2 separate regions of the Mus musculus genome follow, and region 2 is linked to region 1. A link is a contact called in public Hi-C data. All regions are on one chromosome and are shown on one strand. The core of a region is the stretch at or near the end of the contact, and the rest is flanking DNA. Distances in the headings are between cores, read along the strand shown. Region 1 has its middle 31 kb from the start of Gm22503. Region 2 has its middle 87 kb from the start of Gm40638.

Region 1 (7,758 bases), core at 3,237-5,736:
TTCTGGCTTGCACTTTATCCTTTTTTGCCTGTATTATATGCTTGTAAGGAGATTTCTATATCAATAAATTGCATTTTACCCCTTGGTTCTCCGTCACAGATAGAAGCAATTACCAAAGGCACACAATTATGTTAAATCTAGGAGCTTCTTTCACAACATTTGAAATCCTACAGATTTTACATCATTTGTGAAGAACCTCCTTCATTTATTGTTATGGCTGCCTAGTGTAGCTCTTACCCTATGATCTTTCCTTGGGGCTTGCAATTAAATGAGTAATGATCTTGGAAGGTTAAGTAGATATGATTGTGAAAACCTATTAAATCCAATTATATTTTTTTTTCCGTGACCATGAAACACAATCTCTAAAAGCTGAAGTTGTGCAACTCCCTGGAAGGCTCTCGGCTCAGCTCACTGTTGCATCTAATGAAAACAAAACCAAAAATAAAACACAAGTGATCCATGAGGCTGTCTCTTTGAGCCTCATTGCCTGTAATTGTAAACATCTGAAGTTAGGATTTTCAGGAAAAGCTCTGCCCTGCAATCTGTGCAGAAAGTTAAGAATAGCCCAGCCTAATCACTGTTTTTGTCTGATGGCTCTCCAGACTCTTGTCACGATTGTCTCAACACAGGTAAGTTAGGCGTCCCGTTTGGGGCACATAAGCTCCGTTCTGAGTAGAAGAACCATCATCTACTGGAGTCCAGGCCATCTGCTATTCTTATTTGGTCAACTAAGACACTTCGCTAGACATTTCAACATGACTCTCTTAAGGACTGATTGTTTCCCCTGAGGTGAGATGTTGACCTAGGTTGGCACAGTTGTCACCTGGGCATGGGCGTTGTTCTGGTGGCAGTTGCACCCGATACTAAGGAAAGGGTGACTTATGCCACTATCACCCGCCTTGCTTCAAAGTGGGAGGCTCTTCAGTTGCCTGGTTACCGAGCTGTCACAAGATTTAATGACCTGTATAGGGTGGAACCCCTTTGGATGAGTTGCCCTCAGAATGTTAACATCAGCTCCTCTTTGTCATCCCAGTAAGCATGATAATAATAAAGTAGTGCTTCCTCTTCTAGAGGCATTAGCTTTCCACTTAAGCTTATGAAAGGTTTAGGCTGTTGGTCTGCTTAGAAACCTAGTTTACTCTAGTCTCAAGAACAATGGTTCACACTAAAAGAAAAGGGGGGGATTCATTTCATTGTAGTGAACATTAGGTTTTACTAAGTACGTTTCCATGGCTCCTGCCTCCATCAGGCAAGCCTGTGAGTTAGACATTGATGGGGGGGGGTATCTTCCCTTCCCTGTGAGCTGGATGCTGAAAGCATGCCTTCTCCTCTTCCTGTGACGTGAGAACTGGGGAGCATCATAGACTGCTAAGGCATAAGCTTAACATCACATCTTACTTCAGTGTCTGCTTCTCTCGCCCAGCTCTGTCCCTTTTCCTGACTTGATCCTCTTCCCCTCCCCTTTCTCTGCTTCTTTCTCTTTACCAATGCCTTGAATATTTGGCTCTAAAATTACTTGATGATGGTTTTAGGGCAAAATGACTTATGGCTGGTGAGATGGCTTACAGGTCAAGGGCCCTATCACCAAGCCTGATGAGCTGAGGTGGATCCCATAGGTGGAAGAACACAACTAAATCTTGTAAATTGTCCCTTGATTTACACAAGTCCTGTGGTACTAGTGCCCCCAATAAACAAACACATGTAAAAAATTAAAGGACTTGATAGCATGCCAGGAAAGTAAACATTACTGAAACAACCGCCCCTCTCCATCTCCAAATCTTCTGGAAGAGGTTGTGAATAGTTTTTTGAGGAGCTTAATGATGCTGTTTCATTGACCATTCAAATATCCAGGAACCTGAATTGTCCTTACAAGCTGACCCAAGACCACAAGCATCTTAAAGTTGTTTTCTGCCTTGTGGACACACAGTTCAGGTTTGATTACTCTCAGAGGTATAAAGGGAGCTCAGAGAGATGGTCCCTCCCTCTGCTTAAGTGTTGTCTATTCATAACAAAGCTGAGGCTAAAAATAAAATGTGATTCAGTCCAGGTTACAGGTGTGTCCATCAGGAGAGAAACCTTAGCTTCACAAGCCATTTCCATTTAAATCAATAAAAACATCCTTTTGTCCAATGAAGAATGCAATTGCAAATCTCAAGCTGTGTGGTTTGTCCAGTCACAGTGACTTTAGTTTGAAAAAAAAATTTTTTTTTTGCAGCAGTTTTTTATGGAAACGGCAAATCCATGCTACAAATGATCAATTTCTAAGGTGTTTCATTGTGTATATACTGCTTGTGTTCTGGGTGAACGCTAGCCAGTCCCTTTTTGACTGAAATGCTGAGCAAAGAGTAGAATGGGGCTGTCTATCAACACTGCGCATGCTCCACTGCAAGGCTGAAAGGTCTGGGGCAGCCAAGGGCATTTACAGTAAATGGGTCATGGCCTCTGAATCGAAAGGACCTACGGCTCTCTACTGGGTTATTTGCTCTTTAGACTGTGTTTGCCTAAGTTGTTGATCATAAACACCAAGGCGAAGAAGACCATTTCCTGACTAAGAATCCCTTTGATATTCTAGCAATGACTCATGGAATCACACATGCCCACAGAGTGGCCAGCGTCACCTTCTGAGGTTTTCACGTAGGGCACGTACAACTCGTAACACAGGAGGAATCAAATCTCTGTGTCAGCCTGAATTCCTGGCACGCACACTCTCTCCTGTCCCATAATCAGGACCTGGGTAATTTGGGGTCCACAAACCCCTTTGCTCCACAGGACTTTCCTTGGCTTACTGCTTGTAAACTCACTCTGTAACTGCACACCACACCAGCTCCTCTGCCTGGGACATTTTGTTCTCTTTTGCTACACTGTCCTTTTCTCCATGGTAGGGTCCCTGGTGGGCACTTCTCTTTGGTACAGAGCATGGGTATGTCCACACTTAGAGCTGACTCATTAGTGAGAGAAGGTAAATGTATAGGGCCCAACTGTCCACCATTTCTCTCTCTTCCTCCTTCTTCTCTTTCCTTCCTTCCTTCCTTCCTTCCTTCCTTCCTTCCTTCCTTCCTTCCTTCCTTCCTTCCTTTTGTTCCTTCCTTCTTTCCTTCCTTCATTCTTTTCTTTCTTCTTTCCTTCCTCCCTCTTTCTTTTCTTCCCCTTTCCCTTTCTGTTCCTCCCTCCCTCTCTCCCTCCCTTCCTCTCCTCCCCCACCTCTCCTTCTTCCCCAAATGTAGATTGTGACAAAACGCAGGTATCATAGTGGATTTGAGGAGAAAGTGGTGAGTTATGATTTTACCAGAAGTTTAGATAAATGCATGATCTTGATAGAGACATTTGTCTCAGATTAGAGAAGAGTGCCGATTAGAGATATTCTGGCTCCCTTTTACCAGAGCTGGGAAGAAAGGAAACTGTGTCTCGAGCATTAATGGATACTGAGTGTACTCAGGCTCTGGCAGGAATAGTTTAGAAAGGATAACTTGGTTACTACTACCTCTCTGCACTTCATCTAAACACAAGGGTGATTTTGAGGGTGACACAGGAAAATGCTTCTTGGTGTTAAACAAGTATTTCCCTTTAATTAATATCAATATTTTAGTATCATTCCTATTATTATACATAGGGTATATGAAAATGTTAAATTTTTATTTTATAGATGTACATTATCTTGGGATAAGGTACACTGTCACCTCCCCCAGACATTACTCTAGCACACATGCTATTAGCAGCCGTGATTATCTCCATTTCAACCAGGAACTGGTTGCATATGTCCTAGTTACTTAAAGCATCTCTGGGTCTCTGGGAAGCTTTGCTGTTTGTTGACACTCTTTCTCTCTCTCTCTCTCTCTCTTTTTTTTTGAGTATGTGATAACAGGACATAGTCTGGCTCCCTGGTGTGTGCATTAGACACAGGGCACTCCACAAGCACCCTGTTTACTATGGGGGAAAAAGCATTTGCCTGAATGGGGCTAATACAGTTTCTAGTTGGAGTCACTCTCGAGACTCTTTACTGTGCAGTCCTATAACACTTACAGAACAACAGTAAAACCAACAACTTAAGAGTGAAACTATTTAAAGTCAAAACCTACATTTTTGAAATGGTAGAAGCCACCCTGATTATAACATACAACAGTAACAATAAAAATACCCTTATCAAAATGTTACCCAAGTCTTTCCTTTACTTCTGATACATGTTAGGGGCCACAATGGCTGGGGGAGTGTGGGGTCTGGACTGCACCACCCTAGATATGATGTCTCCAAATATATGATGCCCCTCTTAAAGAGTACCTGGTCTAATTACTCCACAGTTGAGTTGGGGAATCCAATCAATAGCCGTTTTGTTTCTCCCAGAGGGGCAGTGAAGTATCTACAAAACCCTCCTAGTGAAATGTGATGCTAATACCACAGGACACTGTGAAACCAGTTCCTGTAGAGGGCTGAACAGCACGGGCGCTTTCACTGAGAACCGCTCTTGCCAGTGTTGCAAGATCGTTTCCTATTTCATAAGAGGACTGGCTTCTTCCCTGGCTGTGGCCAGGCTGCCAGACAGCTTGCACAGACTGCCCTATGAACTTTAGACCTTGCTTTCTCCACAGCTGAGGCCAGACTGGCTCTCTTTAAGTTAAAGCCTACTATGGCCTCCTTCCAGACTGTAGAGTTTCCATCTGCAATTTACAGGCTCACTGGTTTCAAAGTGGTTTCTTTAAGGTTGTTAAGTCAAATTCATCGGAGTCACGCTTTGAGTTTGTTTTTAAGTTACAAACAGTAGAGCAAAGCTTTCCAGAGATGATTTGAGAAACAAACACACATGTGACCAGTTCCGGGTTGAAATGGAGGCAGACATTGGGTGCTGGTAATATCACATGTGACAGAGTACTATCTCGAGCATTGATAAAATCTCTTGGCCCTCACCATTTCTGAGAATTGTTTGACCAGCACAAAGTGAAGTCTGTAACCCTCATGCAGGAGATGGGCATCAGGAAGGAGTATATATTTTCTCTTAAGGCATTTATCTGCCCTGGTCAGTAGGCCATGCAAGTGATACCCTCTGTATATTGATTGACCTTTTCCCCTGTGAGATGGAAAGGCAGAACAAGATGCTCTCAAAGGCCCTTCTAGGATGTGATACTCTGAGTTAGATTCAATCTTCTGACTCAACTGGAAATGATAAAACCTACCTCATGCTCTGCCTGTGCCTTCCTGATCTGGGCACAGTGATGTGTGCTGCCTTCCTGCCCTCTGGTGTGCGTTTTTCTCATCCAGACACTCAACTGTCAGAATGCCTAGAGGAGGAGCCACAGAGCACTGGATAGAGCATAATACATACTGTCTTCTGTTCTTAAGGATGCTCAAGGCCTGTCAGTGGAACAGGTAAAGGGAGCCACAAGGACCCGCTTCCCAGCCATTTTTCTTCCTCTGTGCCTTGGGTCACCTGCCAGTGTCTTCTGAAATATTCGGCATAGATAGAGTGTTCTCTTGTACTGCAGAACAATAGACTGATGAACAGACTGGTCCTGACATATAGCCCTTGCTCGTAGGCTAACAGAGAAGAGGTGCTGCCTTTTTCTCTGAGTGTGGCCTACTTGTGTTTGCTAATGACATCTAAGAATTAGAAACAACCACTTTAAAAAAACTTAGAAGATAACTTTGATTTACTTGTTAATACGTATAAAGGTAAGATTCCAAATAAAAATCCCAGTTCCAAGCTCTCTTTCCTTCCTTCCTTCCTTCCTTCCTTCCTTCCTTCCTTCCTTCCTTCCTTCCTTCCTCCCTTCCTTCCTCCCTCTCTCTCTCTCTCTCTCTCTTTCTCTCTCTCTCTCTCTCTCTCTCTCTCTCTCTCTCTCTCTCTCTCTCTCTCATTCTTTCTAACATTTCCAACCATGTTTGGATGTATGTTTCTCTAAGTCCAAGCAGGAGAACCTCAGAGGTCACTGCCCCCATGTCATAGTTTAGGTAGTCAGGAAGATAGACCTGCCTGGCCTGTTTTACAGTTTACTTTGTTGGCCTGGCTCCTTTGGTCACTTCAACAGGGCTCTTCAGTGACTTTGATGAGCCGAGTGGTGTCGCTTGTACCAGGCAAAGGACATTGGCATCTAGAAACAACAACTTCACTGAGGCAGACTCCTTGGGAATAAAGCAGAGACTATGGAAGGACCTCCCACCTTAGGCTCAGGGTGGTTCAAAGTCAGGGCAGTGGGCAGGTAGGCACCTGGAACTGAGCTCAGCAGGATGAAAGGGTGGTGCCCTAGGGTGGAGGACCTGAGGCCATCTTACGTGATCTCCTAATACCAGTAGAAATATTTGTCAGTAAAGTAATATCAGTCGTATATTCACAACTCTAGTCGTTTTGTGGAAATGGTCCTTATATTCCTCAGGTATTAGAACCGTGAATGAAGCACAGTGACTTAGTTTCTTGCATCTGCATGGTCCTTAGCATTTCACAACAGGGATCTTGGCTTGGCTAATATTTTCATGCCCTAATAACAGCAATCAACACTTGGGCTGGTCATATGGTAATAAATAAGCACCCATCTGGGACATGGCCTTGTAAAACAGGGCAGGAAATGCCACATCATATGGAAAGTTGTACTTTTAGTTTCATAACTCGACTTTTGCCTAACAAAGACACTTACTGAAACAGTCCTTGCAAGCATAAGGCATGTATTAAAATATGTCATGAAAATTGTATCTTTGTACAAAATATTTTCCTAAAGCTCTTCTTGAGTTATCTCCGTGACTCTCTGAGGCAGGTGGAGGTGTCCTTATTGAAAATAATTTATAAGAAAGGGAAATGGGGACTAGGGAAAATGGAGTGATTTTGTTCACATCTTATAGTTAGGGAGACAGAGACTTTCCAGTCTGTGTCCCCTGCTTCCCTGTCATGGTGTGTGGATTCCTGTAGATGTTCATATTCCAAAACAATGGCTGCCAGTCGAGAGAGGTGAAGGTTTTTCTTTTTTAACCTACATACTTTTAAAGTGCTTGCTAGGGAGAGTGGCAAATGTCTTTTAGAATGTGTATGGCTCTTAAGAAAAACAGAAAAGCACCATGAAGACCATTTTCAGGTTTTTTTTAACACTCAGATCACGGGAGTCACAATACAAATGAGCTGAGTTTCTTTTACGGCTTCCTTTATGGAGTCATGGCCTCCCAACAGAGAGCTGTGATGAGCTAGAGAGGACATCTGTAATGGGTGACACTCTGCAGGAGATGCTTTCCCTAGCTGTTACATGTGCCGTGACCATCCTCTGTATCTAAAATGTGCCGTAGAAAACGTCTAATCTCATGATATTATCATTCAGCTGCAGATAGAAAATATGTATACGTCCCTCAAACCCTCCCATGTCACCTAAACTATCCCACCTCTCCTTCTCGGGTTCTTGTCCTTGCTACCTTGTCAAAGGAAAGCATGCAAAGTAGGTTCCCAAGGGAACCCCTTGCCTCAACCCTTTCTCGGACACTGGTTTTCCTCTTTCGTTCCTGACTCTACTCCAGGAGTCAGGGTTTGGGGGCTGCCTTATTTACTTTCTGGCACTTTTCAGTGTGTGTGATTGGCTGGGCCCTGGGGGAGAGGGGGCACTTAGAAACATGCTATTGACTGTCTTACAGAATTGGTTATACAGTTAAATATGAGGATACTTCTGAAGAACTTTTTGTGTTATTGGAGACTGTGGCTTATTTCTTAAGAAAATAGTAGTCTTGTTAATAAAGGAAAAATACTCATTTGACATAAAAATTCCTTTAAGCTCACTAAAGTATCTATCTCAAATA
Region 2 (7,758 bases), core at 1,821-4,320, 150 kb after region 1:
CGGAAGTATGAGCTGGGACGGCCCGCTGCCAACACGAAGATTGGCCCTCGCCGCATACACACAGTCCGAGTTCGAGGAGGCAATAAGAAGTACCGTGCCCTGAGATTGGATGTGGGGAACTTTTCCTGGGGCTCTGAGTGTTGTACTCGCAAAGCAAGGATCATTGATGTTGTCTACAATGCATCCAACAACGAGCGTGTCCACACCAAGACCCTAGTGAAGAACTGCATCATGCTTATTGACAGCACGCTGTACCGACAGTGGTACAGGTCCCACTATTGCACTGCCCCTGGGCCGCAAGAAGGGGGCCAAGCTGACTCCTGAGGAGGAAGAGATTTTAAACAAAAAACGATCAAAGAAAATTCAGAAGAAATACGACGAAAGGGAAAAAAATGCCAAAATCAGCAGTCTTCTGGAGGAGCAGTTCCAGCAGGGCGAGCTTCTCGCCTGCGTTGCCTCAGGACCAGGCCAGTGTGGCGGAGCAGACGGCTGTGTGTTCGAAGGCAAGGAGCTGGAGTTCTATCTGCGGAAGATCAAAGCCCGGAAAGGCAAATGAGCCTCATGCATAGTGTAATAATGGTGTCTGCTGTTCTATAAAAAAAAAAAAAGAAAGAAAAGAAAAGAAAAGAAAAAGAACCCTGTAAATAATGGGCTCTGTGAGAAATGACACAGAATAGCCTAGACAAGAGACCAGATTGTGATAGGAAAAGGTGACTTCGTGAGATAGGAATATTTTCCATATTCTCGGGTTTCACTGTCATTATGGGAACAAACTAAAAGAGGAAGGCAACTGCTCAACTGGAAACATAAACTATTTAGAAACTGCTTATCCCTGATTTCCAACTAATGCGGTTTGTGGTAGAGCAAAGCCCTGTGCTGAATATCCTAATGTGTGCATTCACCACAGGCTGTACAGACAGGAACCATGCACAAAGGAACTGGGTCGTGTATGTCAACCAAGGAAGGGATCGTGTACACATCCAAGATGACAGAAAAGACTTGCCCACCTGTTTCCATGTTTTTCAATAACCTACCCCTGTGAAATACTTAATCCAATGATTTCATATTATTCCATATTGGGTATTTGGTATTTACTAAATCTAGGACATTGACCTCTCCTCTTTGTGCATCATTCATTGGACATCTAAGAAAAGCACACATATCCTGGGTCAGGGCATGTTATTGGAGATAGGTTCATAATATCTGTGGAGTTCTTCAGGTTTCATACATCTCATTTATATCTTTTGCCCTCATTCATACATAAGAAAGGCCTGATGTAGCAGGCAATTCTTAGGTTTAGTCTTTATTTTCTCTTCACATTACAAATGAGAAGCCAGGATGGTTCCTTTCAATTGCTCAGTTCAACTCAACTTTTGTTCTTGCTTATAACACTTCATGTATAATGACTAGGAAGGAATGGTGAGGCATACATATTTCTGGCAATCTAGCCAATAAGTTGAAACACTGACTATATCATCTATTCTTACAATTGGGTCAAAGTGCAGGAGAAAGAAAAAGAAACCCTTGTTCAAATTCTTGCCCGGTTTAGCAAAATCTCTGTTTGCACAGCATATTCAGGGTAGATCTTATGGCTTGACATTTATTCTTATTGACACATCATGAGATATTGGCTATGTTGCTTAACTCTTTGGTCTGATCTCCCATATCTGCACAAGAGGCTCATCCCACCAGCATTTATTAAGCGTCTATTTGCGTGTGCCACACTGTACTAGGTACTATACCCGAGATATGCCAAAGATCTATGAGATAGTGAAAATAAGATGTTTGCATGTCAGGACAAGAGGTTATTCATCAAAAGATTCATGAGTTCGAAGAAGGGCCTTAAGTCTAATTGCTTCTAAAATATATCTTGTTTATGATACAAAGATCAACGAAAATAGAGAATTCCTATTTCCCAAAGAGAAACTCTGCTCAGGACGAAGAATATAAGAACAGTTCCTAGAGTTATGAAACATGGGAGGTAAAACAGAGGGGATAGGGTTGGCTAGATGACTCAGTGGATAAAGAAGATTGCCACCGGGCCTGATGGCCTGAGTTCAAGCCCCAGAACTCACATGGTAAAAGGAGAGAACTGACTTCCAGAGCACACACACATACATAAATACTTAATTTTGTTTTTTAATGAAAGAGGCTAAAGACATGTTTAAATGATGCATTTATCGTAAATACTTGCAAAAATGAGTAAAACCATGCTCTCTATATATACTCACATATACTCATATATTCACATGTATATATACATACATATATATATATATATATATATATATATATATATTCGTGTATGTGTGTGTATGTGTGTGTGTACATGAGTAAAACCAAAGCTATATATTTATAGTCTGCCCTACTTTTCCTTGCTCTGCTCTCTGAGAAGCTGACTCCTGTAACTTTGCTACTGAGATCTTTGTTCTTGTCCTCAAGTTGGGGTTGGCCAATAAGTGCCAGCAGATGAGCGCTCTTCCTGGTCCTGGCCTTTGGGTGGGTCTCTGGCAGAACTATGTTTCACAGATGTGGGTAGCATTGCTTTCTCTCCCTGTGTTACTAGCAGCTTTCTCAAGTTGCATGTTTCTGGATACCTAAGTATCCACCCCTTCTTCCTTCAGTCTGCCCACACCTCGGGAAATTGTCAATTTTCATGTCCTCATTGACATAAATAATAAAGCCGCAAAACCTCTTAAATAGACTCCACAATGTTTTTCACATGAGCAAACAAAACGCCCAAATTTTCTAACTAGCTTCCCCACAACATGTGCCTGAGATCTTTAGTTTTTATTTGCCATTCTGGAAGATCTCACACAGACACATCAAAATCTTCTGGTCAGATGATAACTCACTATGAAAATATCTTCGAAGGGGTGAGAAGCCCCAGGCACTATCCTGCGCATCCTTCTTTCCCTTTACGTGGTTGATGACGTGCGTTGTAAGTCAGAGGAAAGGAAAACATCCAGCAATTCTGGGTTTTCTTAGGCAATAATGCGTCTTTCAGGTCTGGGGATGGGATTTTATCTGCGCACTTAGAGGGTGTGTAGATCAGAGTTTTATGTGACTTGTGAAGAAGTCAATGATGTAGAAGCAGTGTGTAGTGTGGATGGATGCTCATTCAGCCCAGGGTTGGCATCTTGTGAATCATTTCACCTCCCCCTTGCTCTAGTAACAAACATACTACCAAGCAGGGAGCTATAAATGAGTTCATTTCCTGGAAATACGATTTTAATGAGATTCTTTAGCTGATCACACATCAACCCGGAATAATAAAACATTGACTGCTGATCCTCTCCTCTTAAGGCTAGTGATGTAAACTCTCATCCCTGTTCTTAACACAAATCTAGCTTAACATTCAAGGTTTTAGTGGAACAGAAAATTAGATTAATGTAAGCCTGTCGGTGATAGGGACTTTTGAATAAATCCAAGAGATTTCACATCAGAAACCCATTGCCGCTTGACCTGGTGTCATGGAAAACATGACAGTTTCTAATGCTTCGCTTGGAAAACATTGAACTTTGGTTAACTCACTGTTCCCAGACTTAAAAATAGGGAATTGAGGTGGCTTAAAGGATGGGGAATTAACAGTTCAAACCTCTGACCATGGGAGCTAGAAGGTCTACACAGAAAAACATTTATTTCCTCTCCAAGATCTGTTCATGGTTTGTATTTTGGATGCTGCTGGGAGGCAACATGGGTGTAGACCATGTGACTTAACAGAAAGCCAGAGCCTGTGTAGGAGTTAGTTGTTCTTTTTATTATCGACTCTTGTAGGAACGAGCTGAAGCCCCCAGTGACTGTATTTGTCCTACCTAAGAGAAGCACCTCCAAAGACCTCTTCCCTACCAGTATGTTTCATATTTTAAAGGTTCAAGCCCTTGTCACAGCACCACACTCAAGACCAAATTCCCAGAACATGAACCTCTGGGGGGTGAGGGATTAAACTATAGCGGATCTGTACCAATCATGATTCAGTCTTTTGTTTGTTTGTCTTTAAATCTTTGTCTTTATTATAAGCTCCTCACCGGTGGAAATATTTCAAACATTTTTGTTCTTTATGATTCTTAGGGTATTCACATAGTGTTTTTTACACAACAAACATTTAATATGGATTCCAGGAGCTTTTGGAAGTAAATTATCTCAAGTTGAAGGGGAGACTCTTGTCCTTAAAGTCTCACTTGAAGCATGCCTTCTTTTTAAGTGTGGAAGGGAGAGTAAAGTTGTTTAAAGTCCTTCAGTGAGGCTGAAACACTAAGGAAGCCTAGGGCCTTGAAATGATTGTGGAAAGAATCAATAATTGCTTTATTACTGAGTAAACTGGATTTTTTTTTTTACACTCACAAAAGGAAATGGATCTGAACTCAGATGGTCCCTGGTATCTTTGTGTTAGGCAAGTTCATCCTTTTATGAGAGGACTCACCCTTATTCACATAAAATAGCATTCCATTTCAACATAGCGTTTCTTAAGCAAGAATGGCTGAGTCGAGTAGAGGGTAAGACACATAAAGTCAAATATAGCTTTTATAGGTGTATTAATACTCAGTCGAGAGCACTTCCTTGCTCAGAATTTTCTGGGGCCCGGGGGCTTGAGCTGTCAATGATGTTGAAAGAAAATGTTTTGAGGTATAATCATGTCTTGTTCATACGTTCTCTTTCTAAGTTAATATATACATGTATCCTGTGATTCTTTCCTTTTTAAAAAAAAAAAGCAAAAAAGAGAAATCTGGGCACAAGCAAGTTTTATAATGGTAGTTACAGAATAATGTGCGGCAACTTTCAAATCTCCACAGAGCTGGCCTCCCACCCTTCATTCACTGGATCAACAAATGAGCTTCCTCCTCTCCCGTTAATACCTGGCAATCCAAAGAAACGTGCTTAGGGGCAGCTCCAGATTCCCTGAGGTGATGCCACTAGCTTGCATAGAGGGGAGGACCATGAACATTGTGCTCTGCTGGTGGGGTTTGTTGACTGGAACCTCTGTGTAAATATATCAGCTCTAGAGTCCAACTTCTGTGTGTATATCAGAGGGTGTCCCTGACATGGCTGATGTCCCTTATGATGTCTCAGAAGCTTGGAGATAAACTTAACATTGGGGTGAGACAGAGACAACTGTTCAAAGCATTTAGTATCCGGAAGATAAGGCAGAAGGCAATTTAATAAGTCAGGAAACTACTTCCTTCAGCTATTGGGTGAACCAGCATTTATTGACATTTACAAGATAGTCTTCTAGGTATTATGAATAGAGGGGAGAAGAATAATTCATATTTAGAGCATCTGAAATCTAAAATTATGGATTATGCAATAATTTGTAGGATAGTATATTATGGTTTGTTTTTTTGTTGTTGTTCTTTGGGTTTGTTGTTGTTTTGGTTTTGGTTTTATCAGCTTGACATAAGTTACAATCATCTGGGAAGAAGGAACTTCAATTGAGAAAGTGCCTCCATCAGACTGGTTATAGGTAAGTCTGTAGGGGCATTTTCTTAACTAAGGACTGATGTGGGATCCTGTGGGTGGTACCCTGGGTGACTGGTCCTGGGTGGTCTAAGAAAGCAGATTACCCAAGCCAAGGGGAGCAAGTCAGGAAGCAGAATTCCTCAATGGTTTCTGCTTCAGTTCCTGCCCCAGTTCATAATCTGCATGGCTTCCTCCTGTCTTGACTTCCCTCAGTGGTAAACCATGGTTGAGACAATGTAAGCCAAATAACCCTTTCCTCCCTGGGTTGCTTTTGATCATGATTTTCTTCCCAGGAACAGAAAGGAGGCTAAGATAGTATATTAGTTTACTTGCTCTGCTATAATAAAATAGCTCAGACTGCATGACTTAGACAATGGTAATTTATTTTTCCTAGTTCTGAATGTCCGAGGCAAGTATTAAGTATCAATAAGCTGGGGATTTGGTATCACTTACAGCTTCTTTCTATAAGCTACCTGATGAGAAAGTATCTTTTGTAACACCAAGGGGCATTGCTGGTCAAGTCATTAGCTTCTTGAGATCAGGCCACTAGCTTGGCTTTGGGGAAAGGATTTGAACATCATGCTTTGCTGTTGGTGTTCCTAGAAACGTATGCCTTGTAAGCAGTATGTGGTTCAAAGACCTCTTTCAGAGAAACAGCCCATCAGGGTTCACGTTCCTCTCCTCCACGTATGGACGCATCGCATCCACAAAGAGGAAGCCTGCAGCCCAGAACTGGGGAAGTAAGAGCTTTGCTTCCTTGGCATTTGCATTTGTTTAACATCTTCATAATGAGTCACACGCAAGAGATGGCCTCCATCCTCCCAGCTGAGATTCAGTGACTAATAACAATGGTTTGGGCTCAAGTGGGGATAATTGGCGTTTCTGGAATATACAGAAATGATGGGTTGAATCAAAAAGTTATGCTCCTCTGAGGGAGCTGCAGGTGGGTAAAACAATTTGGGCTCAGTTTTTGAGGATTAAAAGGGAGAAATTCCACTTTCTGAGGCACCGAAAAATGTAAGCAGCATGGGACTCAAAGATGTCCACCATATGGATTTGAAAGGATTTGCTTTCAGAGAACACTGACATCAGAGAACCGTTCTGAACTTCTAAAGCCCTGTGAGCCCAGGAAGCAGGAGAGGGTTTAAATGCCCTGAAATTAATTTTCCTGCTTTTATTATGTTAGCCAGTGTTTTCATTTTACCATTGATACCCAGAAGCAGTTTCTCAAAAGGCCCACTTTAAAAAGATCACATCAAATAACCAAATGACACTGTTCATTTACTTGAATGACTAGAATATGAATTTCAAAAATTGCTGAATCGTGTCAAGCTGAAATGACCAGGGTCGGCTTCGCATAGATTGAGTCGACGGGAGGGTTTACTTAAACTCTTACAACTGTGAAATGGATGCTTAAATAAGCTGCAGAGACAAACAATGTTGAAGTCTTAGATTAAAGGCATGTAAATGCTTACTCTTTATGCAAGCTGCACTACTGAATTCAATTCCTCAAGTTTGATTTCAGGCTATTACTTCTTATACTTAAGTTCTTTGACACGATACTGCCACCGTGCATGGTTCAGTTAATCTAATTATGTATTTTTAAGCTGAGTGCCGCCAACAGGGTGTATATGCACTATACAGGCCATTCGTCTATACTGATAAGAAACTTCAGGCATGAAGACGGAAAATCCCTTTGTCAAGGACAAAAGAGCAGAGAGGTTTTAGCTGAAACTCCAGAGCCTTCCATTCTGTGCCTTGAGGTTGTGCCTGCCCACAGTGGAGACTGTTCTTTCTAGACTTTGCCATCTAGAATGTTTGCCCAGATCCTTTTCCCAGCTCCTAACCAAGCTTTTCACTGAGTATTGACGGAAAAGGGTTATAAACACAGGCAAGACCTGGAAGTCACCAGAAGTCAAAGCCAAGTGCAGATTCCTCTTGCTCAGCTCTCTTGCTGGTTTTCAGTGTTTCACATTCTTCCATCCATCGACTAATACAGAGTAAAGGCCAGTTGGCCATCATTGCGGATTTGCATACTACACCATGGGACCAGGAGAGGCCCTCACTGCTTCTGTCAGAGGTATTCATGTGCCAAAGTATTAAATGAAGAAGCTATTTGATTTAGGGGTTAAATTAGACACTGCTCATCTCTAATCATATACATTATATTTGGTATCATGATAGCATGAAGGGAGTAATCTCATGCTGTCCTAAAATGTACAGAAATAGAACTAAGATAAGTACTGTAACTTTTCAATGGAAGACAAGTCCTAGGATGCCAGTCACTAATGGTTCCATGCT

Evidence for each region. A called contact is a pair of places that touch in the nucleus more often than the background predicts.
Region 2: a Hi-C map of uterus shows a contact between it and region 1. The contact joins two enhancer-like sites. A contact is called at or near these places in 4 of 484 Hi-C or Micro-C datasets (bone marrow-derived macrophages, nephron progenitors and uterus) and 1 of 115 datasets of contacts at active chromatin or transcription factors (pancreatic cancer cells).

The regions. Positions count from the first base shown.
Region 1 is chr10:44,697,800-44,705,557 of GRCm38.p6, forward strand. No RefSeq gene overlaps it. Among named protein-coding and RNA genes, the nearest start is that of Gm22503, 31 kb to the right of the region's middle. Within about 2 kb of position 4,487, at least 54 of the 459 cell types and tissues checked have an H3K27ac peak or open chromatin away from gene starts, as enhancers often do. A contact at or near this core is called in uterus, where this site is marked.
Region 2 is chr10:44,852,686-44,860,443 of GRCm38.p6, forward strand. It overlaps the pseudogene Gm6983. Among named protein-coding and RNA genes, the nearest start is that of Gm40638, 87 kb to the right of the region's middle. Within about 2 kb of position 3,071, at least 2 of the 459 cell types and tissues checked have an H3K27ac peak or open chromatin away from gene starts, as enhancers often do. A contact at or near this core is called in uterus, where this site is marked.